2 separate regions of the Mus musculus genome follow, and region 1 is linked to region 2. Evidence: chromatin contacts called from public Hi-C data. All regions are on one chromosome and are shown on one strand. The core of a region is the stretch at or near the end of the contact, and the rest is flanking DNA. Distances in the headings are between cores, read along the strand shown.

What was found. A called contact is a pair of places that touch in the nucleus more often than the background predicts.
Region 1: a contact with region 2 is called in a Hi-C map of regulatory T cells, with 6 times the contacts expected there. The contact joins two enhancer-like sites. A contact is called at or near these places in 1 of 484 Hi-C or Micro-C datasets (regulatory T cells) and 2 of 115 datasets of contacts at active chromatin or transcription factors (CD8 T cells and effector CD8 T cells).

The regions. Positions count from the first base shown.
Region 1 is chr1:131,183,153-131,189,476 of GRCm38.p6, forward strand. The region is part of intron 2 of Rassf5 (Ras association (RalGDS/AF-6) domain family member 5); the gene reads right to left. It also overlaps a transcript of Eif2d not described here. Among named protein-coding and RNA genes, the nearest start is that of Eif2d, 33 kb to the left of the region's middle. Within about 2 kb of position 1,614, at least 133 of the 459 cell types and tissues checked have an H3K27ac peak or open chromatin away from gene starts, as enhancers often do. A contact at or near this core is called in effector CD8 T cells and regulatory T cells, where this site is marked.
Region 2 is chr1:130,999,889-131,006,422 of GRCm38.p6, forward strand. No RefSeq gene overlaps it. Among named protein-coding and RNA genes, the nearest start is that of Il10, 17 kb to the right of the region's middle. Within about 2 kb of position 3,668, at least 32 of the 459 cell types and tissues checked have an H3K27ac peak or open chromatin away from gene starts, as enhancers often do. A contact at or near this core is called in effector CD8 T cells and regulatory T cells, where this site is marked.

The DNA.
Region 1 (6,324 bases), core at 364-2,863, 180 kb after region 2:
GAATCATCTCTAGTACATCAGACAGCAGATGCCCAGAGAAGGATGACTCGACAGCATCTGATACCTGCTTGGGGTTTGGTTTGAAGAATTTTACAACGGTTTCCACATCACACTGTCCCCACCACCAAGTGAAGCACAGTGGGGTGCTCACCAACAGAGCTCATGCCTGGCCTTTCCCTTCAGCATGCCCATTTGTAGGACTTCATCACACGCACAGCACATCAGCACTTCCTCCTCCCACTCGCCAATCCTATAGGGCACAGGAAACTGCCAAGAGCAGTGGGCATTGCTGGGTCTGTATGGCTCCACCTTCCCAGCCCTCCACAGAGACGAGCCGACATCCTCTTTCATTCGAGGCTCTTGCATGGTCTGCTCCTGTGCACTTTTCACCCACAGCTCCTGATGGTAACTACTGGGTTGGTGGTCCAGATACCTTCTCTGACACACTACCTATGGCATTCCTATTGTAAGATCATGAACATAGAAAATAAATATGCTGATAGCCCATTGCTAGTGAGTAGCCAAGTAGGAGCAAGAATGAAGTCCATATAAGCATGGAGTCAAGTTCTCAACTGAGCATGTGGCCACCCTAGGGCAGCCCCTTCTGCTATCGGGATCAGCACCCCACCACACCAGTAATGGTCACTGAACTTTAACACTGCAGGCCTGGGATGAACAGATGATAAAACAAGACCTGGCCTGTGGAACATTCATCTAAGCTGGCCTATCAGTGGGTCCAGCTCTAGGCATCCCAGTGGGTTTTGCATCATCTATGAAGCTGGCAAAGAGGGACTCCTAACATCTGGAGTGAGGGCAGCTGGCAGGATGTAGGGGCCTGCCAGTATGTCCTCTTACTTGATCTTGAAGAATGCCCAAGAGAAAATAGTTGCTGGGACATCTCCTGTTTGCTTAAAGTGCATAACTCACGTGAGCCTCACAGGCTGTCTTCACCTGACTCATTCATCTGGAGGCTTCCAAACGGATTCCTCTCATTTGTCTTCACTTCTGGGACTCTCCATTTCCAGTCTCCACATGCTGGATACCTCTCTATGGACCAGATGTGCCTGGCTATGGCCCTGCCTTGCTCTCTGGTCATTTCAAGTCAGAATGGGTAGCTGGGTGGCTGCTGTTTTAGCCTTCATTCTACTCATCTCAGGCAGGCTGACTGTCATTCCTGGGACATTCTCATATTCATCTACAAAAAAAGAATTAAGTGATGGAAAACTCTAGAAGTCCCTGGAAGACCTCTGTTTTCCGTTCCAGCCATTTCCTTGTTGAAAAAGCAGCTGTGTTGTGGCTGCTGAAGGCCTGCTTCCACGCCCACTTTGGACCACAGTGAGTCACAGCTGCCTTGGCTTTAGGTTTCTTCTTCCTGTTCCACTTTTTTTATTCATTACATCAACCGATCTATTCTGTTCCCTTTCCACAAGGCTGGAAAATGATGCAAGTAGCCATGGGTACCTTCCAGACCAAGGCAGAAGATGGCATTCCTGACCTCAGCATTGGAAGATCTGGTCTTGGGGGGGGGGGGCGGTCGATGAGCTCCATCTACCTAGGAGCGTCAGCAGCCTGTGTGTGCCCAACACTGTGAACCTTGCTCACATAGAATGTCAGCGCCAAATGTCAGCACCCAGTTCAGTCTGGCTGCTGCCCACACTGAACCTGCCAGGCAAGATCTAACCTACAGATGGAATGAATCACTTTCCAAAGTAGGCCAATCAGTGAGCCCCGTCCAGGAGCTCAAAATCCACCACCTGGGAAACACCGTAGAATCTAGATTATGGACTCTTAAAACTTCCAAGCACATTGGCGTCATCTGGGGATTTTCTAAAAATGTGGTTTCCTGGACTTTCTCCTTAGAGAGTGATCTGGGATTGATCTGGGGTGTAGTCTGGGAACAAGAATTTTTGAAATCTATTAGATGATTTCAACATGTTGCAGAGTTCACAACAATTCCATCCAGCTACAGAGCTACTATTTTGGGGCCAACAGATAAAAGCTGGCCCCACATTTTACCTAAAAGGCAGAGTCCGCTGTGTCCGAGGACAAGGCAGGCTCTGGTTTCTGTTCATCTGACACAATCTCAAGCCCTCACAGTGCAGGACGTGTCTCTCTAATGATGGACACAAGGCAGAAGCCAGGAAGATACACGCTTATGTCTTGGGGCTCCCCAATGTCCAAACAGAATGGGGAACTCTTATAATTTAGTAAATCTAGGTATTATCCTGTCAGGTGTCTCTCCGAGAGTTTACCCATCTTGGGACTTGCAACATGGAATTGATTCTCTCTGACTAATCCCTGGCAGCAGCTAAGCTGTTTTCAGCATGCCTGGCTCATCCATGGTACTGCTGAAAAGCTGGCTTGTCTAACGTCCTAAGCCACAAAAGGCTGTGACCACTGTAAGCTCTTGAAGGTACTGCAGTAAGGAAGTTATAAAGTGGAGGCATGACAACCACGTGACAGGCTGTGTGCCAGTCATAAGAGCACAGATCCCCTCCCCCCCCATTCCCTAATATCTATTAAAACGCCCTCAGTGGGTTGGGAGTGGTGGCAAGCACCCATAACCCCAGCACTTAGGAGGCAGAGGCAGGAGGATCACTGCAAATTCAAGAGCAGCCTGGTCTATATAATGAACTATCAGAACTATTATCTCAAAAAACCAAATAAAGTCAAAATATCTTTAAAAAAAACCCCAGCACAGACAGCTTTATGCTAGGTCAGACTTTGCTGTATTTTATCTTCAAGGCAACACTGGCTAGGTCCACAGTGCAATCAGAGACAAACGGGAATCTTCATTTTGGTTATTCTGCTCTAAGGATGACCCTCTAAGGAGTGAGGCCGGTAGCTTCTAGAAATCTCCAGCCAAGTTCACAGAGTGACAGTGGGCGGAGGCAGAGGAGAGTGTGTCCACCCTCAGTGCTGGCTTTGGCTTGATCTAAATCACACAAACCTCAGTTCTAAAAAAAAAAAAGTCACTCTCCTAAAATGTGTCCAAGTGTTCTCCTTGCCTGTGACTTTGATGGTCTCACTCCTGTCTGCCCATCTGCAGTTGCTTTCCCCGGCAAGGCTTCCCTAATCACCGCAGCCCCGCATTGATGGTGGCGGTGACGACAGTGAGCCTCGTACTGTTCCCAGCATGTATCAGTTCACACACCTCCACAAGCCAGCACATGAAGAAGGGCCCCATCCTCACAACCATATATAGCTGGAGAAAATGAATCACAGCCAGACCGAAGCTGAGCTTATCGAAAGTCAACCCTCGCCATCTGGAGTTTATCTACAATCCCGCTTGCTTCCATCCACCTCCCTGGAAGCTATCAGTGATGGCTTCCCCTCTCTCTTATGTGGAAGATCTTTCATGACCATGCCAGACTGACTTCTGTTTCTTCTGTGCCCATCAGCACTGGGCGTGAAGAAGACAACACTTGTTCAGGACCTCCACGGATCCCTCACTGACTGCAGGGGAGGGGGTCTCGGCTTTTCTAAGGAGCCGTGGAGGGCCTTGCTCTGGGAGTGAAGTAATCACGCCTGTCTCGTCCATCATGGTATCCCAGAGCCTTGTTCCTGCTCAGATACCTGGGGGATGGGTATGTATTTGGCTTTAGACTCTCACTACTAATTTTTTGACCTTGAGAGAATCAAGAGACCCTTTAAATCATGATTCCTTCTATAAATTTGAGATCAAATTATTTTGCCACTCAAGAATGCTATAAAAGTAAGACAGGAGGTTCAAAGGTGTTTTACGGATCAATCAAATCTAACCAGAGGTTTCCCAGGAAACCCAAGCCTATCCCTCTAAACCAAGTTCATTTCTCATTGTCCTTATTTACATATTCTAGATTAGCTAAGCAGCCTTAGAGCTCATTCATTCCTTTCTCAGCACAGGCAGTGGACAGACTTCTGTGAAGGTTCGGGTAGTAAACACTAGGCTTTGGAGGCCACAATCTTATGCATCTACTGCCCTCTACCCTCGTAACACAGAGGCAGCCACAGAACGGGGGTAGTGGTGGCACAATGAAATGTGTTTGTGCAATGCACTCGGGGCAGTGAGACTTGCTTTGTGCAATGTGCCCCTGAGTAGCAGTTTGCTCCATGGTGGGGTTTGCACAATTTCCCTCCCTAGAATACACACACCTCTCTTCCCTCGGTCGGCTCCATCTCCTCTAGGTGGTACCTAGGAAAATTTTAGCCCATAGCAGCCTCCTGTCCTCTGGGCCCTTGATGTGTCTGTTGTGTGACATTGTAATTCTCCAACTAAGGAAGGTATATACACTTCTACCCAGTCTTCCTCCCAAGTCACACCTCCTATGCATTGCAGTATTTTCTCCCTGCTCCTGTGGTAAAACACCCTGACAGAAGCGACTTAAGGAAGAAAGGGTTTGTTCTGGCTTGTAGTTCCAGGTTACAGCCTGTCATGAAGGAGAAGTCACTGTGTGGGAGCTTGAGGAGCTGTGAGTGTATTGTATCCGTAATCAGGAACAGAGCAATAAATGAACACTTACTAGTGCTCAGCTTGCTATATCATCTTCTTCTTCATCATCTTCATCATCATCATCATCATCAATTGAGACAGGGTAGCCGTGGATGCCCTGGAACTCACTATGTACGCCAGGCTGAGTTCAGACTCACAGAGATCCACCTGCTTCTGCCTCCTGGGTGTAGGAGTCAAGGTGTAGACCTCCAGAGACTCCAGGGTCCTTTGGAGAATGGCACCACCCAGTAATGGGTCTTCCGGTCCTAGCTAAGGTAATCAAGATACCGACCCTTCCCCCACCAGGTAAGCCTGAATCATCTCCCAGGTGATTCTACTCTGTCAAGTTAACACCACCCCACAGTTTCCTGTGCGTTTCCTCAGAGTACCAGAGAACAGGCTGCCGGAACTTCACTCTCAATGATTAGCTATCCCCAAAGGCTTGGTCATTTCCCTGGAGTTATTCTCCTCCCTCCATGACAGGAGGCAACAGAGTTGGCTGAAGCAGGGATGGAGTAGGGGGCTAGGCACACTGGCTCTGGGCCTTAGAGTCATCTTGCAGCAAAGCTGAAGTTTCCCATACACCACAGATCTCTGCAGCTGCTTGCAGATGTTGAATCAACACTCCACGAAGGAGTATTCCGAGCCTGTGCGGCTTCAGCCAGCCGTTCATTAAGCACATGCTGACGTGTGTTGTTTAAAGATTAGCTCACATGCATTCACTCACCTAGTACCTTCAGGTAGCTATTCCTTGGATGGAACAGAATTTGTGTTGGCCACCTAAGCTTCTTGGGGCCCACTGCTGGGCTCAGCTAACATGTAGTTGGCCTCCAAGGAGGTATCAGACGTGCCTGTGGATTAGGTGTCAGGGAGGGTCAAGCGGCTGGAGTAATCTTCAGCATGCCTGACATCCCACACGGCCAGGTCCAAGAGCACCTCTCTGCCCTGCATCCTGAGGGTTCCCTGCCAAGAACACATGGGCTGCCCGGGGACTTCAGACTTGGGAAGGCCTACTTCTTTGTCACTTGCTGATCAGGATGGGTACAATACTCAGTGACCTGTGACCTAATGGCAAGTCACTTCCCCTCTCAGAGCCTTAGTTTCCTCATCTGCCAAACCATGAAGTGACACCAAAGAGACTCCAAGGCCCAACGTAGGGCTAAGACTGGGCCGAGAAGATAGGGCTTTCATCACCGCTTCCTCCTATCTTTCAGAGAACTGGGTGTGGGGCTGAGGACCTGAGGACAGCCAGGGACATCTGAATTGTGTCAGCAGCTGTGGTCCAGAGGAACAAGAGCTACCCCTCCCCTCTACCGCTCTGCTCTCCTTGGTGCTTGCTCGCTCACCAACCTGCTCTCTCTTTGTGTCAGCAAGACCTTGTCTCCTCCAAGCTCAAGTAGGTCTTGGTTTCCTTTCTCACTCTTAGCACAGCTGTCAGCAGCAACTCTTGTGCCCCTGAGTAGAAACCTTCTCTAAGCCCAAGCCAGGGAGCGAGCTGTAAGCATGTACTGAACAGAGGACCATGCACAGGCTCCCAGGCCCCAACTCTCAGGGATTCTGTTGGGCTTGCCCTAAATGGGAACCTCAGGTTATAAGAGGGAACACATCCATCTGTCTAGTCAGGGTTTGAAATGTATGGCTCAGTGTCTGAGCACAGGGAAGGTCACAGGTCCCTTTGTGACAGCCTCAACCTCAACAAGAGAGGAAACTCCAGTAAGGTACACTGTAGGGTCCCTGCCTAGTTCCAGAATGGCATGTTCTGGGATGGTTCCTCTGATCTACCCATGGCAGTAGAGGGTTCATCTTGTTTATCTGTTGCATGCCCATGGTTCCCAGAATAAAAAGACCAGAAC
Region 2 (6,534 bases), core at 2,418-4,917:
TCACTTGGCGGCCTGGTAAGGCATGGGAATCAAAAGAAGCAATGGACCCAGCTCCTGAACTTGAGAAGCTACATTCTTCGTAGGGAAACAAAACTCATGCTCCTACTTCAAGGGAGACCTCCCCCCACCACCACCCCAAGATGCTATAAAATGGTTGAGACCAAACCACAGTGTCAGAGGCCCAGGGAAGGTCTAGCAATGACCAGAGTTTTGTGTAAAAGGACTTTGTAATGCACAGTGGTATTAGCCTCAGTGGCCACATGGGAGGCAGAGAGTGGGTATTGAGGAACAAGGAACAGAAGTATAGATAGAATATGATAAACTATAAACTGTACAGATAAGTCAAAGTGAAATGAGCCTGCCATTAAGTGGTTACTGGGCACCGTGCCCTTGTCAGCTGGCATTCCAGTTTATCCTCCCATCTAGAATGGCAGAGTCTTTACTTCCATATTGCATCTTGGGGAAGCAAAACAATCATATGAGTTTAAACTTGGCATTGGCAACCAAGGCAAAGTGATCTGTGGCAAATTGGGGGATAACCTGACTGACGGCAACGGTGATAGGGTTCACTTGGCTGGGCCTTGGTATTCAGGGTGCTGTTCAACAACTTCCTGAGAATCATGACCCACACCCCACCTAAAAGTCTGGCCTGGAGCTTCAACACCATGACTCATATTATCCTCCACCTCAGGGACCTTTACCCACACTGAGTACCAAGCTTGCCCCTGCTGTTTTTGCTGGTGTTTAGCCTCTTTCCCATCCTCAGCATGTTCCTCCCGGGCCTGTGATTGGCTACTGTGATTAATAACACTGTTAGGGAGGCCAAGGAGGTGTTATCAGAAGTACCCAAGCCGCAGCCATGACTAATTCAGTAGAGCTGGAGATTCAAAAAGTACCGACAATTCTTTAATTATTTCTTCCTGCCTTCATGGTTTTCCTATTTTGAGGTTTCAGATGTGAAGAGGGAGGCGGATGGAGGTCCTGTCTTCCCAGAGATGAAGGATGTAGTATTTTGCCCAGCTTCCCACTCATTCTTGTGGTGACCCAATCCAATTCTCCAGTAGCACCTTGATGGAGTCTGAGTAATGAGGGGCTGGGGTGAATCAGGCAACATGGGGAGTCAGAAGGTTCTACCAGAGTGCACAGTGAACCATCAGGGAATCCCTCAAGAGAACTACGGACGCACATTGACCAAAGTAGCCTGAAGGAAAACCCTGTGTTGCTACATGACTCCTGATTCATGGCTTTCTCCTTCTAGGGTTTGGGTCAGAGCTGCCCCAAAGTAGCTATCCCTAACTACCCTCTGTTACTTTAAAAAAAAAAAATGTCCCCTAGGTTCCTGATAGAAAAGTCTCTTCCTGGGCTGGAGAGACAGGAGTGCCAGAAACCAAGGATGTCCTTTGCAGAATGTCTAAGAACAGGCTGTCTTAGTGCTGGAAAGAGGTGCCTTTCCTACCTGAAGGAAAGGTCAGCCAAGCCAGGTGGTTGTCAGTGGCCTATGTTTACCCCACAAATACATCCCCTGAAAGCCCATCATCCCACTGTGAAAGCATTGAACTGTTAAAGCATCCCACTGTGAAAGGAAACTAACATTCACTGTGTGTTTTACATATAGGGTACCAGAAAGTACTTTACACTAGCTAGTGATAAGCCAAGGGTGTCCCTTCTATCTACTCTGTTAAGGGACAAGAGGGTATCTACAGCCATGCTGCTCAGATTCACATCTTGACCCTGACACTTGCTAGATGTATGCTCTCAGGCCATGCACAACATTTCCTGAGCTCAGTTTCTCCCTCTGTAAGATGCACTCATCCTAGGTACTCACATTGCTGCTAGAAATATGGTGAGGGCCTGGTATAGCTGTCCCCTCGGAGGCTTTACCAGAGTCTGACCAATGCAGATGCGGATGCTCACAGCCAACCATCAGACTGAGCATGGGGTCCCCAATGGAGGAGCTGAAGGGGTTGGCAACCCCATAGGAAGAACAACAAAATCAACCAACCAGACTCCCCCAGAGCTCCCAGAAACTAAATCACCAAACAAAGAGTACACATAGAGGAACCTGTGGCTCCAGCTGCATATGTAGCAGAGTATGGTCTTTTCTGGCATCAATGGAAAGGGAGGCCCTTGGTCCTGTGGAGGCTCGATTCCCCAGCGTAGAGGAATGTTAGGGTGGCGAGGTGGGAGTGGGCAGGTGCAGGACAGCACCCCCATAGAAGCAGGGGAAGGGAGAGGGGATAGGGGCTTTGTGGAGGAAAAACTGGGAAGGGGGACAACATTTGAAATATAAATAAATAAAATAACCAATTTAAAAAGAAATATGGTAAAGATAAAAAGGATTAATATACACATACCATTTAGACCCATGCCTGAGGAGTTTCAAGGGTTAGCTACCATTCTATTTGTATAATAATTTTATTAATATAATAATTTATTCTAAATAATAATAAAAAGTAAAACGCCTACAGAAACCACAGATATTCCCAAAATGAGGCAATTTCTGAGGGTTAGCTACCATTTTCTTTTTATTATTTATTCTAAAAAACATATGACACATAAGGTTGTCCTGGAAACAGCTCTTTAAAAAGAGGGAAGATGAAGGCATTAAACCCCACAGGGATAGCCAAGGTGTCACTTCATTTCCAATGAAGAAATGGCAAGAGGATTGAATTCAGACCTGCCTCATTATTAGCGTCTCTTCCTAAGTGAGAGGGTGGGCAGTTGGTAGATGGGCTGCATATTATTTCCAAGGCCATGCATTACACTGTTGCCCAGACTTTCTCAAAGAAAAGGCTTCTTAGACTCAGCCTACAGAAGCCACGGATATTCCCAAGATGAGGCAATTTATGAGTGTCTGCCTATGACTGGTAGGTACTACTCACATCAGAAAGGGCAGTAAATCCATGCAGCTGGGGAAGGCCCTAACCTCCAATCTTAGCACACACACACACACACACACACACACACACACACACACACACAACTATGGATGTTCATTGGTTTACATAGTACCAGTTAAACTATAAGTACTTAGCTGAGAAGGTAAGAGGTTGCCATTATAATCTATTGGGAAGGATTTAGTTGGCTAGTTACCTTTAAGAAAATGGAGTGCCTCAAGAAAAAGAGGCAGGGGAGAGAACACCCGGTAAGAGTTCTGGGTAAAGAAAACCTCATGGAGGCTTTGATAGCTGAAGATCTGACAAAGGGTTTTGGGGGAACCCCCCCCCCAAAAAAAGTCACGGGTCAAGTTAGCTCTGTCTATTCAACCTTGCTTACCAGGGAAGGAGTGGAGGCAAACACATAGGTGCTGTGATTAGAATCAGATCACGAGTGAGTGTAATGGGCACTGAGCTAATGACATGGTAAATATGACCAGCCCTGGGAAAGCCCCCTATCCAGAAATGTCTTGCATACATAAGCACCACACAATTGGGGGGTGGGGAAAGCACAGGGAAAGCTCTCAAAGATGGCTCTAGTCGTCCTCCTCTTAGATCAGAGCTCAAGAGAAAGCCTTTAAGCAACACAACCATTACTTGCCCTCTGCCTGCCCCGCATAGGCCCCGGGCTAAGAACAAAGCCAGGAAGCCAACCCTGAATCTCTGGCTCCTCCTGCCCAGCTACCTGACCTATCAGAAGACGACACTGGGGCAAGCTCAGAGGCCGTCATGACGTCACGGACGTCAGAGGCCGGAGATGACACTTGACACCTGCCAGAGCCCTAAACCCGGTATCAGAGTATGATTCCATTGTGAAGACCGAAAATAGATAGTGCTATAAGCCAATGGCAACAGCTAGGATGGAAAATACAACTCTTCGGGGAAGTGGGGGAGGCTGCCTCCAGGGAAACAACGCTGGTTATCGCCTGTGTTTGCTGAGTCTGCAGTGGAGGGGTTTTTGTTGTTTTGTTTTGTTTTGTTTTGTTTTTCTTTCTTTTGTTTCTTTAGTTGGTTGGTTGGATTTCGTTCCTCTTTTTCTACCTGGGAGGAGGTAAATTCATCTGCTTTATTGCAAAGCAGAGACCATGTGGCTTGTTCCCAGGCAGGTGGCAATCAGAGGAAGGTGAAATGTCATGAAGTTGGGCTTTTATTTGGGGATAACGAAAGGATAAGGCATTCTATAATCTTTTAGAAATTGTTGGGCCCACAGTGTCAAAAGCAGTGAAATAATTTGTCAAGACATTAAAATTTGTTATTTTGTCTTTCCACCACTCCCCACCCTCACCCCCAGAGCTGAGGAACAAACCCAGGGCCACCACTGAGCTAAATCCCCAACCCCAACATTAAAATGTGAATTACTACCTCAAGGCACTCTGGCAGCTCAGTGTGACAAGCAAGCATAGCTCTGGAGGCCTTGCCCCTCTCCCTGATTCCTAAAGCTAGTCACCCAATCAAAATCAGATGTTTCATCCTAACACAGGTTTTCCCCTTTGACCTTTATAAAACTGCCATTTTCCTATGGGCCACATCTGTCTCCTCTCAAGAGAGAGGAGAGTTCTTTGTCGCTCTGGGACAAATATCTCTGCCCTCTCTCCCTTGTTCCCTTCTCCTTCTTCATCCTCTATCTCCTGTCTGTGTCTCTTATTCCCTGCCCTCTGTCCTCTGAGGGAAATAAATCTCATTTGTACTGAGAACTTGGTCTTGAGGGTCCCAAGCCAGTGGTTTTGTTTTTTGTTTTGTTTTGGTTTAGTTTTGTTTTGTTTTCATGCCATGGGATAAGTCCTTTTAATAGTCTGCTCGCTAGCTTCCTTGTCTGAACAAAAGAGGGGCATGATATAAAAATAAACTAAAAAAGAAACCCCACACTTCCCCCAACTCTGAGAGCTCTGAAAGCATTTGATTTGTCCTGAGTATTAACCTGGACATCCTGGCCTGGGCGTGCCAGCCAGCCTGCTTTCTCCTCTCTGTAAAAGAACAGTGGTAACTCTGCCTTGCTTCCTCCTGGGAAAACAGTGAGTGCTGGCTGGTTTAGTGTGCACCAAAGGTCTTTGTGAACCTTGGGACTCCAGGCACACAGGAATTTGAGTCCTTTCCACATCCCAGAGGAAGTGTGGGTAGAAGGTCCCGATGGCCTGGAAGATGTGTCCCTCCGTTGATCGAACAACAGTGAAGCAGGAGACAGTTTTCCTGCGTGGAAGGAAGGAACAAGCACCCCAACCTTTGGCAGCAGCAGCAGATGGCGCCTGTACTGAATGGGTTCAGAGCAAAGACAAGGATGGTGCAGGGAACCACAGTCGAGTCTTAAGGCTCATCCAGACTCCTCAGTTTCTGCTTTACACAACTCCTTATGTTTCTCATATAAGAGTTGAACTGGGGGGAATAATCTGTGTGGATGATAGCTTTTGGATTTAAGATGACCTATTTCCAACTTCCAAAGCTTACTGGAATCTGACGGTGGCTTCCTGTAGAAGGCTTTCAAGGACCATGAGCTCATGACAATGGTTCTCAAAACCACCTGGGGAGGATGAACATCCTGAGGGAGCAGATGAGGCTAAGAGGAAAGAAAGAGGAGGAGTTTGGTAGTTGCCAAAAGTGGAGCTTGGGAGCTCAGGGGTAGCTGCTCAGATGAAGTGCTCGCTCTGCTACCAACCTGAATGGGATCATGGTTTTAAAGCATCTGGGGCTCAAATCTGCATCCACATTTCTGCCTCCATCATGAATTAAGAGTCTATGAGCTTTAATTCATACTTCTATAGGTAGTGTTAACAAATAGCTAAGTGTCAGGGAAATCAGGGACTGTGGAGGAAGAGCCCCTTCAGTGGAGGCTCCAGAGCCTCAGAATGCATCACACATGTAGTGCCAGGCAGCTGGCTGCACTTAGTCACAGCAGTGTTCCAATCAGCCACACAGCACACACATGCGTGCAAATACATTCACACACTCACACACACATACACAGACACACACACACACGAGTACACACTATGCCAGACACATGTGATCATGTGATTACCATTACCTAAGCTGGCAACTCCATGGTCGAAAAGGTGACTAAGAGCCATACAGGCCAGTGTGTTTTCCAAGCTGTGTCACAAAGAAGTGAGGCCCATGAGGAACCAAAAAGCCTAGACAAAGGGAGGTTTTAGAGGGTAAGTTAATGAAAAGAACAGATGTCCATAGACATGATTGTTGTTGCTGGAGAAAAAGTATACACACACACACACGTGTGCGTGCTCACACACACATAATCTACTAGGCTGCATCACCTGGTACAGGAAAAGTCCATGGGACTTAATGTTTTGTGGCATATCCACACAGAAGAAACTCCTGGATCCTAGTCTGGGTCCCTGGTTCTAGAAAAAGCTGCCAGTCACTGAGTGACTGATGAGACAAGAGAGGGCCTCTTTCATGTGGTTAGCCTTCACATAGTTTAAGTACTTTGCAAGCCTCTGATTCTCTTCAAGGGTGGAGAAAGCAGGAAGACATCTCCTTACTTCACAGAGATAGGAACTGAGGCTCATCAGAGTTGGAAGACATTGCCACAGCCACACACACAAAAAGACCAAAAGTCAGTTACTATTCCATTGTTATGGTAAGT